3 separate regions of the Zea mays genome follow, and all the other regions are linked to region 1. A link is a contact called in public Hi-C data. All regions are on one chromosome and are shown on one strand. The core of a region is the stretch at or near the end of the contact, and the rest is flanking DNA. Distances in the headings are between cores, read along the strand shown. Region 1 holds the start of LOC100192110. Region 2 holds the start of LOC103643272 (transcription factor JUNGBRUNNEN 1). Region 3 holds the start of LOC100274073.

What was found. Hi-C and Micro-C count contacts between places; a contact is called where the count stands out from the background.
Region 2: a contact with region 1 is called in a Hi-C map of ear, with 2.5 times the contacts expected there. The contact joins the promoter of LOC103643272 here to the promoter of LOC100192110 in region 1. A contact is called at or near these places in 3 of 25 Hi-C or Micro-C datasets (ear, leaf and tassel).
Region 3: a Hi-C map of endosperm shows a contact between it and region 1, with 2.0 times the contacts expected there. The contact joins the promoter of LOC100274073 here to the promoter of LOC100192110 in region 1. A contact is called at or near these places in 2 of 25 Hi-C or Micro-C datasets (bundle sheath and endosperm).

What each region holds. Positions count from the first base shown.
Region 1 is chr1:217,936,697-217,940,609 of Zm-B73-REFERENCE-NAM-5.0, forward strand. LOC100192110 reads left to right here and starts at 1,677. Exons shown (of 2, transcript NM_001137533.1): 1 at 1,677-2,265; 2 at 2,553-3,096. The coding sequence starts at 2,002. The coding sequence ends at 2,978. It overlaps LOC100193743 (Malate dehydrogenase), which reads right to left. Exons shown (of 2, transcript NM_001138830.1): 2 at 3,765-3,913.
Region 2 is chr1:217,781,496-217,785,408 of Zm-B73-REFERENCE-NAM-5.0, forward strand. LOC103643272 (transcription factor JUNGBRUNNEN 1) reads right to left here and starts at 2,102. Exons shown (of 3, transcript XM_008666436.3): 1 at 1,741-2,102; 2 at 1,348-1,649; 3 at 146-1,263. The coding sequence starts at 1,927. The coding sequence ends at 574. LOC100217171 (60S ribosomal protein L34) reads left to right here. Exons shown (of 4, transcript NM_001310022.1): 4 at 1-78.
Region 3 is chr1:218,084,192-218,088,104 of Zm-B73-REFERENCE-NAM-5.0, forward strand. It overlaps LOC100274073, which reads right to left and starts at 2,035. Exons shown (of 4, transcript NM_001353587.1): 1 at 1,686-2,035; 2 at 1,483-1,559; 3 at 1,130-1,345; 4 at 337-1,040. The coding sequence starts at 1,809. The coding sequence ends at 573.

The DNA.
Region 1 (3,913 bases), core at 427-2,926:
TTTTGAAGAAGAAGAAGGAAAAAAAAAGATGGTGTCAATTAAGCAACGACAGACTTGGCGTCTCAGATGAGAGTTACGCGAGACGAACACGAAACGAACAGCTTTTCTGTTGCATCACAACTCACAAGTGTTACGTTTGACCTAATCCTGCTTTGTTGGATCACGCACACGACAGCCGACCACGTTCCTCGCCGGTGACGTGACGTGACGTGACGTCGGCCGCTTCAATTCACCAGCTAAGCTAAGGGGGTTCCACCAGCAACATGGCGGTCCGTTGGTACCATGATTCCTGTGAAATGGTCGCGTAACGCTGCCTGCCTGCCTGCCTGCCATGGTGTGTGGCAGAACTTGTTGCTGGCTTCTTCTCCTTGTTGGCACGTACGTCTCATATATACTTATTATTAGCTGCCAAATAAGAAAGAAGTCCGTGCTCCGGCCGCCACGTACACGATGACGATTGCCGCCGCTTGGGCCGCTGGATCGCCCCTGTTTCCCCACCGTGACAAGGAAAGCTCACCGGCGACACGACGTATGTACGCCGCCGTTGCCCAGCAGCGGGAAAGCACGCCGGGATAACGAAGAGGTGGTCCTACGCGCCGTGTAATCAAACAGTACACCCTAAGGTATATCCAACCAGGAGACGTACGTGCCCTACTGCGCACGTATCGTGCACAAGTTTTTTTCTCATCGATCCTCCTATTTTGTGTGTGCGGTGTGTGTGTGAAAATTAAAGAAGCGCGCGGAACCTCGATTACACGCTTGGTCACTGGAGATGGAGACCGGCGTTGGACTCTCGACCACAGTCCTCTCTACAGAAACCCAAAAAGGAAGAGTAAATCTGTAAATGTTCTCTCTCGAGAAAGTAGTAGGGTTGGACAAAATACTCATGTCCCGTGAGCTCGTTCGACTCGTGGTCGGTTTGACTAGGGCTCGACTCGGCTCGTTTCAAACCTTTCACGAGTTAAGCTAACATCTCAGTTCGGTTTGTTAACTAGTCGAGCTCGCTAACTTAAATGAGCAAAAAACATACCCCCGCACTTGTAATGGATGAACTAATAAGTGATGAAATTTGATAATTTGATGTTGGATTGACGTGGTACGTGAAATTGTGAGTATTATTAATCTTTTCTAATATTAAATTGGTCTACAATTAAATAGTAATTGATTATATTGTTTTTTTTGTTATGGTTCGCGAGCTAAACAAGCTAAAGCCAACTCGAGCTCGCAAATGAGTCAAACCGAGCTAGTTATCTGGCTCGGTCCCTTCACGAGTCGATTCAAGTGTTATCTTAACAAGCCAGTTTGGTCTCGGTCGGGTCGAGTCGAGTCGAGTCGAGTCGAGTCGAGTCGGCTCGATATCCAGCACTACCAAATAATATCCACTGTATGCATTATTTTCCATCCGTTCATTAGTTTTAGTTCAATGATAAGTAGAAACGGATTCCAAATAAATAAAGAAAACCGTCCGTGAAGCGTGAACGCTGCGCGCAGGTCGGATTATTCAGACTGAGTGGTCCCGCCGTGCCGACCACAAGTCCACAACACACACAAGCCATGCATGCATGTCGAGCTCCCTGTCACTCTCCAGCTAAACGGCCCTACTTGCCTTCCACACCTATCAACCCCAGCCGGCCGCTCGTTAATTAGCTTCCATGTCTTGCAGCAGGCTGCGGCAAGCAAGCGATCACTCGCTTCTTGAATTGCACGATTAGGTTTCCGTTTCCTTTTTCTTCGTCCCCGTGGGAATATGCCCCCGCGCGCTACTGCCATTTTGTTGCCATACGCATGCGTGCGCGCCACCGTCGCCTTGCCGTGGATCCACATCCACCCTAGCTGCCTCCCGATCCCACGCCCAAAGCTTCCTATAAATTCGCACCCCCAGCGCCTCGCAACCTTCATCTCCCACCTCGATCCCTGCGCTGCAAGCAACAAAGTTCTACTCTGTCCACCCGTCCATCTAGCTCCCAAGAACCAACCCGTACCAGCGCTATCCGGCCGGCCATGGCGGCGGCGCGCCGGCTCTCCCTGCCCCTCGTCCTGCTGGTCGTCCTGGCCGTCGCCGGGCGCGCGGCGGCGCAGGACTACGACTTCTTCTACCTCGTGCTGCAGTGGCCGGGGGCCTACTGCGACACCAAGCAGAGCTGCTGCTACCCCAAGTCCGGCAAGCCGGCGGCGGACTTCGGGATCCACGGCCTCTGGCCCAACCGCGACGACGGCACGTACCCGCAGAACTGCAGCCCCGACAACGCCTTCAACCCGTCGAAGGTGCATGCACACGCGATTCTTCATCTTCCCCTTCCCCTCTTCCTCTCGCGCCGCCCCGCCCCGCATGTGTTTGATCATGCCGCGGCGGCGTGTTCTTGGGTTTCATCCGCGCGTGCCAAGTGCCAACACGTACGTCTTTTGCATTGTGTCCTCACGACGTACGTTACGCTTTAGATTGTTGGCGCTTTTGCTGTTCATTCGGCGAGGTCTTTCTGTTCTCTGCTATTGGCAAAAAAAAAAAAAAAAATCCGATGCTGACTGATGCTGGCATGTACTGTACGTTCCAGGTGAGCGACCTGCTGAGCAGCCTCCGCGCCAAGTGGCCGACGCTGGCGTGCCCGTCCAACGACGGGCTGCGCTTCTGGGGCCACGAGTGGGAGAAGCACGGCACCTGCGCAGCCGACGTCTTCGACGAGCACGGCTACTTCCAGGCCGCGCTGCGCCTCCGCGACCAGCTGGGAGTCCTCGGCGCGCTCACCTCCGCCGGCGTCAAGCCCGACGGCGGCTACTACACGCTGAGCCAGATCAAGGGCGCCATCCGCCAGGGCACCGGCTTCGAGCCCTACGTGGAGTGCAACCGCGACGAGGCCGGCAACAGCCAGCTCTACCAGCTCTACTTCTGCGTCGACGCCGCCGGCGACAGCTTCGTCGACTGCCCCGTCCTCCCCAGCGGCAGGCCCTGCGGCAACCGGATCGAGTTCCCGGCTTTCTAAGCTAACTCACTCTTCACGTCAGTTGCTGCAATATACTGCTAGTCCTTTTGCTTGCATTCTATGCAAGAGGATAATGGAATGTTCATTCCCCATTCTTCAAAGTTTTTTTTTTGCAAATAAAAGGAGGCGATCGGTGTTCCATATTTATTATGTTGATCATAACATAACATTCAGAGAACAATTCATAAGTTCAGTCACACGTGTTGTCTTGTTGCACGCATCATGCCTTCAGCAACTGCAAACCACAAACACTGCACAACCAACCACACATGTGCTTCTTGTTGTCGACGCGACAGGCATCGCATTCAGGCCGCGGATACGAAACCAAAGCGTGCACGGGCAGCGCATTCCATTTTCAGATTTGCCGCCCAAGCTAGAAGACGATGTAATTTTTCAGATCTGGCGTACAAGCAACAAGCTAGAAGACAATATACTGAAGCGTAACAAATGCACGCCTTGACTGCCTTCCAGGCAGAAAAAAACATAACAGTAAGAGCCAGGTAGAAACTCCCAATCAGAGAACAGGACAGCAGAACCAATTTTTTATAGCTTTTATAGTACTTGAACTCCGAATCCACCGAAACATATGCTACCTTCCAGCCATCCCTGTTCCCGATCGTCGCCATCAAGGTCTTAGACAACAAATTCTACTAGGTATAGTCAACCAATGAGACAATTACATATGAAAAGAAAAGGTTAACTTCTGTAGCCAATGAAGCCAGGGCTTTTCTGTTGAAAAGTAGCAAAATACGACAATGCAAACCTGGAGGTGGAGCACATCACTTTCAATACAAGTGTTTTTATTAGCTTCTTTGTAGTTCGTAAACTCGAACAAGCTACAAACAGAACCACAATACAAGAGTAGAAAAAAAATAGATATGTGGTGTTAAGCAGGGCCTGGTTTAGAAACATGCGATAACTTGGGGGGGCATGGA
Region 2 (3,913 bases), core at 852-3,351, 150 kb before region 1:
GTAACATCTTTTGTCCATGTTGCTCGTTGTTGCTCTTGATGCCCATTCATATCTATGCAAGCAGTGTGGCCGTGTATTATTTATTTTGTCGATTTATCATAATCATAAAGTTCTCAAACATGCGCACAATTTTATCCAGGCTGTGTACGTGGCTCCCGTAGCCAAAACTGAAGAATTCGCCTAACAGAAATGCTAACGGAGGGCGTATTTGGTTCATCGATTGTAGTTCAATGGGAGGTACCAGTCCAAAATGTAGTTTAATGCAGACTGGCCCCAGTGTTTTGACGCAATAAAGTATTCAAACTTGCACTGAAGTATTCAAAGAGCTGAATAGTGTACGTACAACACAAGGTTCCTTCTCTCTGTTAGCTTTGCTGTTAACAATGCTACATAGCTCGTGGTATGTACATGGCATTCCTAACCAAAACTGAACCAAAAAAAAATGTTTCTGCAGCTAACAGAAATGCTAACAGATGAAGGAAACTCACACTCACAGCACCTGTAGACTGTACATGTAAACCTATGAGATACTCTCCGTAATGCAATGCAATTGCTAAATGCCGCTGCCCTGCCCTAGTGTGGCAGCAGCTCAGCCTGGACAGCAGCCGGGGTCAGCAAGGACTCCCAGGGTATGTTGCACCTCCACTCCTCTGAAGAATCTGCACCCAGATCAAAAGGGAAGCTGACCCTCCCCGCAGTTTCCCAGTCACCGCTGCTGGTGCTGAAGCCATTATTGCTGGGCTTCCTGGTGGACGAGTCCTGGCTCCTGCCACCGACGATGCCGCCATTGACATCGGCAGAAGAGTCGACAACGAACCCACCGAGGTGATGATCAGGATGCGCGCCGAAGAAGACTGGCGCGGCGGCTGCAGTCTTGTGCGTCCCTTGCACTTCAAAGGGGAAGGTGACTGGGAAGCTCAAGCTCTGGGGTCGTCCCTCCTCGGATGGGCTGCTGCTGGTGAAGTTGATGAGCTTGCATGAGGAGGAGCCGTCCAGAGACGGGCTGTTGGTACCCTTCTTCTGCTGGTGCTGGCCATGAACATGCAAGCCATGCCTGCTGCTGAACTGGCCTGCTGCAGGCGCAGCCGGTGCAACCTGCAGTGAGCTCTCGAGAGCGAATTCTGAAGCCTGCACTGACTGCAACGCGTTGATCATATCATCTGCCTCTGTTGCCCCCAGCAGTGGGGGCCCCCAGGTGTGCGACAGCGCTCGTTGCGCCAGCGAACTGGTTTTCTTGAAGATCCTACAGATAGTCCACGAGTCCTGCTTGCGCCAAAAACCACGTTTGGAATCTAGCTCTTGGACTGTACAGTAATGTGAAATTGCCTGCAGACGCTAGCTACTTACATTGAGTGGAATGGTCTTGTCGATCGGACGCTTGGGGAGCGAGGGATCGGCGAGCGAAGGGAGCCTGAACTCGTGCATCATCCAGTCGGTCTTCATCCCTCTCGCCGCTCTCCCTTTGTAGAACACGAGGGACTTCTTCAGGCCCACGCACTTGGTGCCCTCGGAGGAGTAGATCGGCCTGTCTGTCCCTGTGGCCTTCCAGAAACCGGCTGCCGTCACTCTGTTTGGTCTTACGCTGTTGCGGTATTTCCGATCCCTTGGGCAGTAGAAGTACCACTCCTTCTCACCGGTGCTCGCAAGCTCTGTTGATGAATGAACAAGAACAAACCGTAAACTTCAAGAAAGAAGGTCTGAGCAGTACGAGTTCTGAAAGAAGGTGTGGCGTCTTCTTACTTGGGAGATCCCACGGGTCGTACTTGTATATGTCCAGCTGCCTGATCAGCTCGATGGAGATAGGCTTTTGCTGGACCTTCCTCTTGAGGTAGAAACTGACCAGCTCTTCGTCGGTGGGATGAAACCGGAAACCCGGCATCAGGATCTCATCTGACTTCTCCATGTTGGTGCCATTCCTCTCCTCCATACCTTGCAAACTAAAGCGATGAAGCCCCTGCTTGCTCCTGGTTACAAACTTACAAGGTATCTTGTGAATGGCTTTCTGGGATGAAGCTGCTGAGGTGAAGACAACACCCAAGAACTGTATACTACTGCACTTGCAAATCTATTACACACCTTGTGTTTATATATGAAGGCCAGAGGTGCTTGATGAGGCCCACCAGCCTGAAGATTAAACAATTGTATGTACTTCCTTCTCTATTTGAAGCTGTCATGGTTTATTTAAATGGCGGATCAGTGACTCAATAAGGACAATCTAGGAGAGATAAGACTGTCTCCGTCCCTTTCGGTTCACACTTACACCACCCAGGTACGGCAGTCAAAACAATCCTTAAACTAAGCAGCAGTGCTTCATATACCAGTTTGAGCCTCCCCAGGTAAACAAAACAGCCTGAAAAATACGCCCAACTTTTACTTTGATCTGCATGAACTTCAAGATATGTTCCTCCAGGGTTCTGGATCCAAAAATCCCTTCCCATGTAGCTTTATGCATTGCTTTTGTCAGTTTGTGCTTTGGGGTTCTAATATGATTTGTGGCCGCTAAATGCATTTTGCATTGAATTTGACATAATCCTAACACACACAGACAAAGTTTCATGCTACTTGGTTTCTCTTGAGAAATTCTTTTCTCTTGCCTACTGTTGGTGCCGATCTGGACGTTAAACACCGGGAAATGAACCGTCTAGCGGTGCTCTCTGCGGAGGCGCAGATGATCCGCGGCCCTGGGCCAGACAGTCCACAACTTGAACGCAAGAGCGGCTCCTTCTCTACGTACGTCTGGAAGGTCTACGCTTGGGGCTCGGACGGTCCAGATGGCGTAGAGGGCTGTCTTCTTCGTAGTAGACCTAGATCTCGCATCCCGAGAGGGACCTCGTCAGGTAGGAGAGATCTTAGGGTGTGTCTTGAGGCTGGCAGACCACCCAAGACGCCTCTAGTTAACATAGAGCCGAAGAGATGTGAAGGTTCGAGATAGATGAAGGCTAAACTAGGGCTACTCCTAATGCGTAAGGTAAAAATGATAAGTATATATAATTGATTTGATCGATTGTGGGGGTTTAATCGGTTGTACCCCTTCATCTATAAAAAGGGTGGAGGTCTGGACCCATTACAAGTCGGTTCTCAAGTTAATCCCGCAGGTTTTGCTAACAAATCCCGCTAGAAATCCGGAACCTTAACTGATTCTGCGCACGGGCGGACCATCTGTGCTGCTATGGCGGACAATTCAGACCGTGGACCATCTGGCCTCAGGGTCCGACCGTCCGCACGTTATTTTTGTACTCAACATATGCCCCCTTGCCTTTTGGTAAAGGTTGACGAACTAAAAGCATATGTACTACCAGCACCCTTCGGGAAACAATAGATCTCACAAGTTACCTTGTTACCGAAATAAGAATTAAGTCCGACGCAAGTCACCGGCTTTTCAATCCAATAGGGTGATCGTTCAATTGAGCTCCAATGCATAAAGGCAGTTTCAGATTGCATCTTTCTTGGCTATGACCATCTCATGAATAGATCAAAAGGTATAGAATGGAGGTGTCCCTAGCCTAAAGAGGCAAAGGAACTATGCATGTACCATGGGTTCAACGTCGTACCGTTCCACATTTGAATAGGATAATATATCAATGATGAATAGCCGGGTGAAATCATTCTGGCATCACTGGATGACTAGGTGATGCTTGCTGCTTCGCTTTTTGTGCCGTTTTGTTTTAGCGGGTGCCAGTGTTTCTTTGTTGGCCGATCACGTAGAACGACCTTCTTGCTAGCATATTTGGAGAGAAATTGATCAAAAGTAGGACCGACTTTAACCAGCCAACCATGTGCGTTATGTGTGCTTTACCCCTATGTCCCCTTTTTTGTTTGTGTAGAGGTCGACACCCCTAGTTATGGGCGAACTGTCCGGCTGAGTCAGCCAGACCATCTGTTTGAGCACCGGACCGTCCACGCGCAGGTGTCA
Region 3 (3,913 bases), core at 785-3,284, 150 kb after region 1:
AGCTTGGGCGCTTCCTGCTCATCTCCTCGGCGTTGCTGAGCTGCTCCGCTGGCGGGCTGGCGGCTGGATGCGATTACACGACGCGCTGACACAGGTACGCGGCTGGCGGCTGGAAGCTGGAGGCGGAGACGCGACTTGTACTGGGCCTATTTGCTTGTATTGGGCCGCGACCGGGGCTGCAGCCCAGGCAGCCCCGGTCGTAGATCCGCCTCTGCTACTACAGTTCTGTACTATGCATACATCCTTGCATTGCATTGCACCTCAAGCATACGGCATGCATCATCTGCAGCTGGGCCTGCCTCTAGTTCAAGCCATGATTTTTCACAGGGGTACATACATGAAGCAGAAGAACCATTTGCATAAATTGGAATATTATGTATATCATATATTATGGAATGAAGAGCAGTGTGGTCGCTGCAGACTTGCAGTGTATGTAGCCAGCTGTTTCAGCAGCAGACGTTGCTCAAAAGCCTGCCCCCTCCCAAGCAAGTCCCAACCTTGAAGGCCACCCCGCCAATCATCCGATGCTGGGCACATGCAGCACAGATGCTTCTGATCAGGATCTTCGTCGCCTACCTGTTGAGATCAATCTCTGACGAAGTGCCGTCCTCGTCCTCAGCTGCAGCTGCAGCTCCAACGTCGGCTTCCTCTGCCTCGTCCTCGTCCTCGTGCCTCTGCAGGAATGTACTCTCCTCGCCCTGCACCGGCCGCTCGACGGAGCAGTCGCGCGTACCAGCGCACGTGTTGGCGCCGGCGGGGGCCTGGCTCTCGGCCTCCGAGGAGGAGGAGGAGGAGGAGGACGTCACGCAGCTGTCGGCGGAGCGGTGGCGCATCGGGGAAGGCGAGGTGGAGCAGCAGGAAGTGGAGGACAGGCACCCGGTCCCGGTCTCCACCGCGGAGGCCAGCTCCGAGAGCTCTGCCTCCGCGCCGGTGGCCGGCGAGCCCAGTATGTGGTCGGCGAGGGCCTCCTGCGCCCGGCGCAGCACGGACTGCATGTACCTCCCCTGCGCCTCGATCCTCAGCTGGAGGTGCCGCTGCACCTGGCATGCATGAATGAACCGAGCTCAGCAGCTTGATCAGAAACCACGAGCTCGGAATGGTGATCGACCGACACCGACCCATCGTTTACCTCGATCTGCATCTGCTCATGCCGCTTCCTTTTCGCCTCTCTCTGCACCCGCGCCGCCATGCTCCCGGAAGAATCACCATGCAGGTCGGCCACGGAACCGTCGTCGTACTCGTCCAGCTGGCTCTCCGAGGAGGACGACCGCTCGTTGGCGCCACCTCCGTTGTCGCCCTCGCCCACCGGGGACGCGGTGCCTTGGCTCACCGCCAGCCGGTACCTCTGCAGCAGCAGTGACAGTGTGGTGTGGTGTGGACCACATGATCGAAGGGTCGATCAGGAGGCAGAGTTGAGCGGCGCACGGATCATCAATCAAGAGACGAACAATTCGCCGGAGGCCGAGGCGGGATGTACGGTACCTGGAGGTGGCTCTTGAGGTGGTACAGCGTGAGCCCCGACACGGCCATCGCCCTCATCACGGACTTGGGCGTCGCCTCTGCAATGTTTTGGTAACGAAAGCCGACGTCGGTAGTAGTAGCATTCAAGCAAGCGGTCAAAGAAAGGACTGGACAGGCTCTGGCTGCGAGTTCGTGGGCGGACGACTTAGATGAGAGGAACTCACTGTCCGCGCCGCCGAGCTGGGCCACGGCGAGCACGAAGCGGCCGTGCAGCTGGCGCGTCCACCTGAGCCGCGCCCTGGCCTCGTCGCCGCGCCCGTGCTGCTGTTGCCCACCCAGCGACGACATCTCCAACGTGCCCGCCGCGGCGCTTCGTATGGTATCACAAAAGCGTCGGTGGCGTGGCCAGCATGAGAGGCAGCAGCAGCCGCCGGAGTGGTCGCGTCGCGGACGAGACGACGACGACAGCGCGCGGCTGCTTCTACGACGGCGACACAGCAAGCAGCTGGTGTGCTCCTGGCCAACCAGCGACAGCAGCAGCAGCAGCAGCAAGGTGATCGATCGAATGCCAGATGCCACTGCGAGCTGCGCGGGGGCTCTTATAGATAGGCGGCCGGTCGGTTCCTTTCGTGTGACTCCACCAGAGCACCGCTCGGAGATATTCCGTCTCCACCTGCAGCGGGCAGCGGCATATGTATGGATGGATGGATACGCCCGGGGTCGAATCGGCGGGCAAGGCAAGGGAATATGGCGCGTGAGGCAGCTGGGGGCCAGGGCCAGGCCTGGCCATGGCACCATGGCAGCATCTTCTTTTGCATCCTCCATGTCACCACTCACCACCCCAATTGTTTGCTGCTTTTGCTTTCACTTCTTTGACCTGGAAGAGAGGGAGAATCTTTCAGCAGCAGTAGGCGGGGCAAAAGCGAAACAGCTCAACTACAACCCTCTCAAAAGGATAGAGTTTTTTTTTCTTGAGAGAGAGAAAGAAACATTTTCTTTTGATGTAACGAAAAAAAAAGGTGGAAAAGGAAGACGAGAGAGAAGCAAAGGGCTGTCCGCCATCGCATTGATTTCTCGTGCATTGTATTGCATTGCTGTTGTTCTCTTGCTGTTTTCTCACCCTTCTCGCCTGCTTGCGCCTTGGATTGGATTCTGTCCTCCCTCGGAGCCCCACCACCACCGTCTCACACTCTCACGAGCAAACGCTGCCTCTCCTCTGCAGCATCAAGGCTTTGTCGGCACACGAAAGTTTGCTTTCAAGTGAAGATAGATACATGGCGCATATGCATCAAAGATGCCCTATCTATGTGTTGAGCACCATATATATATGCCACCTGAGAAAAGTCGGAAAGTATGGCTACGTGGCTGTACAGCTCGGGCTACGGACGATCCGCGATTAGATGAGATTAGACGTGATTACCCCTTTTTGTATGTTTATCTATTTAAACTCGTGTATTCTGTTAGAGAACGCCTAGAAATGTGTCCAGACCTACCTCTCTATATAAAGGGGTACGGGTGATTGCGCGCACCAACAATCGAACCAATCAACCAGTTTATCAATTCCTTTACTTTTTTGCCCTAAGAGTAGCAGTAATGTAGCATTCTTCATCTCCATCTTCACCTCTCTTCGACTCTACATCGTATGGAGGCATCTTGGGTGGCTTGCCAATCCCAAGACAAACCTAGAATCTCATCACTCTGACAGGGTCCCTCCCGAGGGACGAGATCAAGGTGTTGTTGGCAAACGCCGCCACCCCACTGCACGCGCGAACCGTTCGGCCACCAAGCGTTGGCTCAACACAAGGAAGACCCACTCCTACCGCCAGGTCGCAGACTATCCGACCCTAGGCCACAGAGCGTCCGCGCCACCGCAAAGAGCACCGTCGCCAGTATAACTCTCGGTTATTGGCGTCCAGATCGGCGCTAACACACTTTTTAGCGACTGCGCTGGGGACAAGGCGTTTGGATTCATGAAATTGGCCCCTAATGGTCGGTTCCATGTACCACTCCGATGTTTCCCCTAGCAATATCATCGAGCCGACTATGGAGACTCTATCGGCTGAATATCAGCAAGAACTCGAGGAGCACATGGAGTAGCTGATCAAGGAGGCCAAGGCGATGTGCCTGGCCAATTTCAAGATGGACAGGAATCAGAAAGTCGTCCGTATACGAGAGACTAACCTGGCGTCACTCTGACATGTTGCAGCTACCCGATGTAAGTAACACGAACAACATCCAAGCTCTTCGATCTTACGTAGATGAACAGCAGGAACAGATGCAACAAATACTAGGAGTGTGCAAGAGGATTATAGGAGGCTATCACGTGCGTTTGATAAATCTGCCATTACTAATTTTCCATCGCATGATGTTGAAACTAAAGAAAACCCACAAGATCTATCGGCTGCAAATGGGCATTGCCCAATCACAGCCACTTTATGGGATGCCGATGAAT